Linked DNA regions of Zea mays: region 1 is linked to region 2. The links are chromatin contacts, called in public Hi-C maps. All regions are on one chromosome and are shown on one strand. Each heading gives the region's core, a stretch centred on a gene start, on an enhancer-like site or on the middle of the called end of the contact. The rest is flanking DNA. Distances are from core to core; before and after follow the strand shown. Region 1 holds the start of LOC100280509 (RING finger and CHY zinc finger domain-containing protein 1). Region 2 overlaps LOC100284180 (40S ribosomal protein S24).

Region 1 (3,807 bases), core at 264-2,763, 200 kb before region 2:
TTCCCAATACACCCTCAGGGCTTGTTCGGTTATTCCCAATACACATGGATTGGATGGGATTGAAAAAATTATGAAGAAGTTTGAGTTGTTTAGGATTCAAACCCATCCAATCCCGCTCAATCCACATGGATTGAGAGCTAACCGAACAAGCCCTCAACGTTGCTTGATTGCTAAAAATGTCAATTGAGTGTATGATTGGTGGGCCCGTTAGCGTTTTCGTCGTCGTCTTCTCACCGTCGCAATGATAAGGGCCTTTCAGTCGCGGTCCACTAGGCCCTACCCACGTCAGCCGCCCGAATCCTCCAGAAACCGTGTGCTCCCCGAAGCAGTTTAGATATCTTCCTCCCAACCTTCCCTGCCAAATCGCGGTCACTGCTCCGAAGTCCGAACCTTCATACACATCGTCTCGTTTCCGATTTCCCCAAATTCAGGCCACAGGCGCTACAGGACCCAGGCACCACTCGGTCGGCGGCCACCGCGTCGCCCCGCCTGCTCGATTGGGGTCGCGTGTGCGATAGGAAGTTCGTCATACGCCTCGCGGTTTTTCTAGTTTCCGTTTTGATTTCTATGCGCCCAATGTTTTGTCCGATTGATTGATCTGCTTAGGTACGTGAGACTGTCTCTATTGTTCGTGAGTGCGTAGATGGTGGGTGAGTCTGGTTGTTTAGATTTGTGACTGGTTGCTCGACTTGATTGTGCTGACTGATTGTTTCATCTATCGTGTAAGCTGTATTAATGTCTAATCCCTTAATTGCTTTGAAACCACTGCATGTGCTTGATTAGTTTGGTTTGTACCGACAGCTTTTGGTGCCTATTTGTGATGAGATTGAACATCCTGCTGCTTGTGTTTAATCTTCTAGGTTCGTGTTCTTGCTGTATGCGTGGTTAATGGTTGACTAGTACTTCTCTGATGCTGAGGATGATTGCTATTGATTGACTAGAATTTAACATTTCCCTGTGGGGAAGTAATCTCCTATGTTCTGTCGAAAGCAGCACACTCTGGCAACTGTATTGCTGCATATATTTTCCGTCAAAAAAATATTTGCTAAACATGAAAACCACACTTATTTTGCCTTTTCATCTCTCCTTGTGGCACAATACTATGGCCCAGTTTTGAACCTATGGCCCAACACTCTTAGCTAATAACTCAACTAATTGTTAACTAACTCGCAGCTAACAATTAGTTCATTAGCTGCCTCAATCCAGCTAACAATTTGTTAGCTGGCTAACTATTAGATTTAGGGGTTCCAAACATGACTGTATCAATTGACTTCCTCTGTTGGCCGACCTTTGCATATATCATCAATGAGCAGAAAAAAAACAGGTTTTGTTTTTGCTAAATTAAGGAGAAGTATCGCTCGAATTTAGCATCGTAATGGGGGAACACATCATCTTCTCGATGAATTCCGCTATATGCCCCAGCTATACCCAGATGAGAACAGGAAGGGACAGTTTGTGGACTACTTGCAGGCTATTGATTTATGTATTCTTTGGTAAAGAATCGGGAAGGGCATTTTTCTTATGCAGGTTGCATAACCACTGGTGATATGAGATGATCTCTATTCGCTTGGAAAGTAGAGATAGGTTAAATTTCGGTCTGAACGGTGAAACCTTAAATAAAATCTTAGGATGCTGTGTGAGAGAAGCATGCTGGCTCCCTCAAAGGTATGTTTGATTGAAGAATCAACGGATTGAAAATCTCTTATGGATAGAAGTGCTTATTAACTAAAGATTTTGAAGAAGAAGCTGCTGTCTGCTGGAGGTAGGCTTCCTTGAAATCTAACGTCTTAATGAACCTTTAAGATCATAACAACGTGCACGAGTGGTACATGCTAACACGTCGAAACCCTTGTCACGAAAGAATCATGTTTCTTTCTTCCTTCCATTTCCTGGCATTTGATGCTATGATGTGTTCCTCTTGCCAGAGAATGGTGTGGACAACGCGGTAAATTTGGTGCAGATGGATGGTGTGTTCAAATTGATCGGAGTTCTCTGGATGGATACCTATCGAGTAGTATAATTCCTCTCTCAGCTCACTGTCCAGACAATTAGTGCTATCTGTGACTGTTGGGCAATCAGGTTATCGAGATTTTGCTGGTTGGAGCTGTCCGGCATTGCTTTCATCTTTTATCAATATGCCGGTCTTTGGCAGCATATGGCGATTCAGAACTGTGCGCAGTGGTTTCCTCGAATTTAGGACCCCCCAACTGCATTCTGTATTGAGAACATTCCTGCTAAATACATGATACTTGCAGGTATTGTGTTGTGTTTGCAACGTGATAGCTTGTACTGGGAACAAAGGTCAAGATGGGCGCCTTGGACCTACACCTTGACTTTGCTTCTGCTCAACATGGACAAGCCAAGTTAAAGGAATATGCCAAGAGCTCTTTGTTGTCTGATGGAAACTACAATACAGACAAGATCAATGGTTCAAACCCTGATGACTATGAGAAATTTGAGAAAGGGATAATGCACTATGGGTATGTGTTTCACTTCTCCTTTGGCTGCCTTATGCATTTGGCATCTGCTTAGAGCATTGACTTACTTAATAGACTTCATGTATCAATTAACACATTTGAATGGCAGGTGTCCACATTATAGAAGGAGATGCCGCATAAGAGCTCCTTGCTGCAATGAAATTTTTGATTGCCGACACTGCCACAATGAAACTAAGGTACCGACTTTAGAGTTTTCATCCATTGCAGGATAGAAGTTCTTAGGATACTGAGTTATGACATCTTGCATCCAGTTTTCTATTTGTTTCATTGAGGTGTCAGTAATTAATTTTCTTCATGAGATTTAACTTGATGCCATTTGCATTGATGTGTTACCTTAACAATAGTGAAAATTCTGAAAACAAATTGTCATACACGATATGCTAATTTTGAAGTATGATAGTAGGTAGAATAGCTCTTGGTTTCTGCTCTAGATACTGTTGGTACTTTTGTAGACTAGTAGTTTGATGCAGCTAAAATTTCATCCACACCTGCCGCAACCTGTAACTCTGTCCAAAATCTATAGTTACTTATCTTATTTGACATGTTTTTTTAATATATTCCATACGTTATCTTCCCTTGAAGATCTTTGTGTCCTATTTTGTGCATGTGTGTGCCCATTATTATTTTTAAACTTATGAGCCATCTTAAATATTGGAAAATAATGTATGTACATCTATTAACAGAATTCCATTAAAATTGATAAAATGAAGAGGCATGAACTTCCACGCCATGAAGTGCAGCAGGTAAGTTTGGCCCCTAGGCCTACTTCCCTTCCACTCGCATGCTTCTTTTTGCATTCAACTTAATCTATATCTTCACTTTTATCTGTCATCAGGTTGTATGCTCATTGTGTGGCACTGAACAGGAGGTGTGTGACCGAACCTTTACTAATGATCTTTTACCAGACATTATATGTGTTTCACCTGTATCATCATGGTTCCTTGTCCGTTGGCAGGTGCGACAAGTATGTATCAATTGCGGTGTTTGCATGGGGAAATACTTCTGTGGTTTGTGCAAACTCTTCGACGATGATGTTAGTAATAGAGAGCTTGCTATTGTATCTCCTGTGTTTGCTTTTTGTAAGCGTTGGGGTATGCCTTACTAAAGGTTCTTTTTGCGATATTAGGTCTCTAAACAGCAGTATCACTGCAACGGATGTGGAATATGTAGGTGCGTATGTGATAACTTTCCAAGTAGACATGGTCTCGATGCAGGGTATGGAAAATAATACTTAAATTTTGGCTACATTTCCAGAATCGGAGGGAGGGAGAATTTCTTCCACTGTTCAAAATGTGGTAATGCTTCATGC
Region 2 (3,989 bases), core at 1,283-3,782:
CGGCCTTGGGGAGCTGGCGGCCCAGCGAGAAGAGGTAGAAGGAGGGGGCGGCGACCAGGAGGGGCCGGCGAGCCAGGGCGGAGAGAGGGGGTGGTGGCTGGCCAGGGGGAGCTCAGCGGCGGCTATGGGGTAGGAGAAGAGAGAGAAAAGAAAATGTGGCTCTGATATCAAGTTGGAATGGAAATCTCTAACCCTAACTTAGGGTTGGGAGTTGTATGAGTAGACCAAGTGATGTTAGGCCTGATCCATTACACAGGGTATGAAGATAATTACAAGAGGCTAACCCCAAAACCCTAAACGGGATTCTAATAAGCAGCAGCAAGCATTATCTTGCAAGTTGATTGAACTGAATAAGATGGTGAACATTTTTCTCAAATATTTGAGCTTTAATTTTCTAGGTTTTCATCTAGCCTGTATTATAACATGTCTTGACAGTTTTTCAAACTAAATGTGAGTACGTATTCTCTCATTTTTCACACTACTGCTGCTAACTAAAAGGGTGAATATGTATTGAATTCTAGAACATATCACGTGCTGATGATGCATCAAGACACATCGCCTGATCTCAGAACGGTTGGCAACAAGCTGAAAGAAGTCTTCAGGGTATTCATCTTTCAGTCTTAATGTTAAATTATTCTACCACTTGTTCAGTCCCTACAAAACACATTTTCTTGTTTGGTTTTCAGATAGAAGACACCTGTTTCAAAACAAGGAAATTGGTAGTGGATGTCTGCGAGGTTGTTGCCAGTCGCGCTGCACGACTTGCTGCTGCTGGGATACACGGCATCCTCAAAAAGCTTGGGCGAGACGTTGCCAGCCCAGACAAACAAAAGACGGTGATTGCTGTGGATGGCGGAGTTTACAAGCATTATACTTTCTTCGCCCAGTGCATGGAGAGCACTCTTAGAGACTTGCTTGGGGAGGGAGTGGCGTCCTCTTTAGTGATAAAACTTGCCGAAGATGGCTCAGGCACTGGAGCGGCGCTCTTGTCAGCCTCCTATTCTCAACGTCTCCAGGCCGTGGATGATTAATTTCTGCTTGTAGTTCCTTCAGATTCTGAAGGTATAGCAGGTATACAATTGCTCCAGTGGATATTTGTCTATAACGGTTATAACATTCAACTGCCACATTCTTTTTTCTGTCAGGCCTGTGCTCCTGCAGTGCCCATTTTTAAGGGGTTGTACACGTCACTTAAGACTCCCTTTCTTCTTTTCCTTAATATAACGCCTCTGTTGTGTATCCGACGAAGAGAAAACCTACAATGCCTATTCAGCTATAGAAAATTTGGTTCAAAGTTATTTGGATATTTTGTAGGGAATTTTTATTCAACAGTTGTGTTTGGACCTTTAGAATTTGCTTGACAAAGGTCGTACACACTGGTCGGACGTATAGCATTTTCGATTTTAAAATTGGCGGGGTCTGTTTATGCTAAGCAAAACGAACAATCAACTGATATCCTGTAAGAAGGTGCCCTAAAAAAGAGCTATATTTCACATCTGACAATCAACTGATATCAAGAGTTCTAAGAAGGTGAAATGAACAAACTATTTCACACCCGACATATTTCATTAACTTTAGCACAACTGCTCTTATACAACTAAAAGTTTCCTATTGAACGAAGAACAAAATTAGCATGCAGCAAACATAACAAAACGCAGATCTAATTAGCACGATAACATGTATAAAAAACGGGCAACTCAAAGCCTATCCTCGAACTCGGACAGAGGGATCATGTTCTTGAGACCCTTTTCTCTTCTTGTTGTCGCTGATGAGCTTCCTCGCCATGGATCCCTACTCGAGCGGATCAGAGTATAGATGGCCAAAAGGGTGGCACTGCATGACCCGGCCCGAGCACGATCGTAGCACGGCACAGCAGGCACGATTACTTAGTTGTGTCGTACTGTCGTGTCGTGCCACTGGACGTGCTCAGCCAAAGACACGAGCACGACCCGGTTAAAGATTAAGCGGGTCGTGCTGACAGGCTGACCCGTTTGGCACGCTGGGCCATTAGACACGACAAGAACAGAAAACACAGCTTGTGTTACACTTGCACAGGCATCATCACACACTGTCACAACAGATGATATATATAGATTAACTGAGCTAATGCAATGGATGTCTCATTAAAAACCTATCTATGACGAGCTCATGGTTGACGAAGGTCGCATCATGTTGACTCTCCATCACCGGCGCACCAGTTTCTCACGGCTAGGTCTACAAAATCCAAAAGAATAGGGTTTAGAGCAAGATTTAGAGAAAAAGCAACTTAGGGTTAGAGAGCAAGATCAAGGTTACTTGTTTACCTAGGCCGGAGCACCGGTTACGCCGGCAACAACACATGACAAACGTGCAACACGAGTAAATCCAGAGTCAGAGAAGATGCAAAGATCTAGAGCAAAGAACATAAAAAAACAGAGCCAAAATCCTCAAAACTTACACGTGTAGATGGCCAAACGGGCACAAACACACCGGCACAGTGGTCGGTGGAGGACTATATCTATAGAGGGACGTAGGACAGAGCCAGAGGACCTTATAGAAGAGACGAGAAGGCAGCCAAGGGGGGCGGACCAAGGAGAGGCGAGTAGGCGGCGACATAGATCCAGTCCACCGGCAACTAGATCTACGAGGAGTAGGCGGCGAGGCGACGTAGATCCAGTCCACCGAGTATTAGATACCAATAAGACTTGTAAGGCTATCTTCGTCAGCTTCCCTATCTCTTATTTCAAACTTCACTCTGCAAATAATGTCATATTGCAAATCCCTTATTTTACACAGCCCAGGGAAGACAACATAACTATCATGTTTTACACCATCGACATGAGCGGTGACAAATACTTGTTCCAAATGTTAACGTCAAGCCATAAACAAATGCAATGCAAATAAGGATGAACCTTGAAAACAAATGTCAAAACAAACCAGACTGCGCCACAACTAGAACAGGGACCGGGCAATTATGTTACGAGGCAATATTCAGACAAAACTTCACTTCAGTGCCGAGGAATTACAAAAAAAATCACTTCAGTGCCAAGGGTGGAACAAAACCTAACACGACCATAATTATGACATTGCAGCTAGACCACCCAGAGCCCAGAACAGTAATACAAATGTAAACGAACGTTTACTTCTTCTTGGCGTCACCAGCTTTGGTCTGTAAAAGACAGAAAGTGTATATTACATTAGCATATGTAAGCACTAGTGACACGGTAAGTCCACACTATAAACTGCACAAGAGAGCTGCAGGTAAGGAGTATCATTGTATGTAGATAACTCACCTTCTTGACACCACGGATCTTCTTGGCCCTGTTCTTCCGCTCCTTCATTTGCTTGCGGGACTTCTCAACCTTAGTAGCAAGACCATTCTGGCAAAACAGAACACAAAAAAGCAGTATAGTGAACATCCATCAGGTTCATGTCAATCAAAACTTACAATACAACAATAAAATATCATTTCGGGCATGCATTAATACGCTATTACTATTGAATACCAGCAAGGGAAAAGAGCTTCCAACGATATCTATATCACAAACAGTTCTTGTTCAACGTTGAAACTAGATTGCATCATGATATTGTCATCATAGACAAGTATCTGAAGTAGACTATTGTAATGTAAATGAAAATATTGCAATGACAAAATTGTGGTAAAAACAGTTTCTTAGCTCAGAACAGGAATGAAAGGCACACTAAAAAAACTGTAGTTTCGGCATAAAGGTTGCATGTCCTTTGGTTTCTACTAGCAGGATCTCAATCACAGGTACCATTTACAAATAAGAGTGCATATCGATATGAAACCATTTACAAAAAAAAGCAGTTGTTGGGGAGGTCTCCAGCCGAAGGTCAAGAATAATAAAATTTGTGTTTAGGTGATGTTTCAAGTCAAGGTTGTTGGCTTGACCCGAAGAAAATCCACCTCAGATCACTAAACCTTCATCACACTGCTTTGGGACATGCAGGCGAGCGAAAGGTGCATAGGGCCAAAGGTACTGATAGTA

What was found. Hi-C and Micro-C count contacts between places; a contact is called where the count stands out from the background.
Region 1: a contact with region 2 is called in a Hi-C map of ear, with 2.2 times the contacts expected there. The contact joins the promoter of LOC100280509 here to the enhancer-like site in region 2. A contact is called at or near these places in 2 of 25 Hi-C or Micro-C datasets (ear and tassel).

The regions. Positions count from the first base shown.
Region 1 is chr3:207,255,785-207,259,591 of Zm-B73-REFERENCE-NAM-5.0, reverse strand. LOC100280509 (RING finger and CHY zinc finger domain-containing protein 1) reads left to right here and starts at 1,513. Exons shown (of 12, transcript NM_001153429.2): 1 at 1,513-1,762; 2 at 1,926-2,480; 3 at 2,587-2,674; 4 at 3,182-3,241; 5 at 3,334-3,366; 6 at 3,454-3,531; 7 at 3,625-3,668; 8 at 3,753-3,793. The coding sequence starts at 2,308.
Region 2 is chr3:207,053,789-207,057,777 of Zm-B73-REFERENCE-NAM-5.0, reverse strand. LOC100284180 (40S ribosomal protein S24) reads right to left here. Exons shown (of 5, transcript NM_001157076.2): 4 at 3,273-3,359; 5 at 2,785-3,148. The coding sequence ends at 3,119. LOC100279587 (hexokinase6) reads left to right here. Exons shown (of 9, transcript NM_001152584.2): 8 at 522-603; 9 at 687-1,296. The coding sequence ends at 1,031. Among protein-coding and RNA genes, the nearest start is that of LOC100284180, 5.9 kb to the right of the region's middle. Within about 2 kb of position 2,532, at least 11 of the 20 cell types and tissues checked have an H3K27ac peak or open chromatin away from gene starts, as enhancers often do. A contact at or near this core is called in ear and tassel, where this site is marked.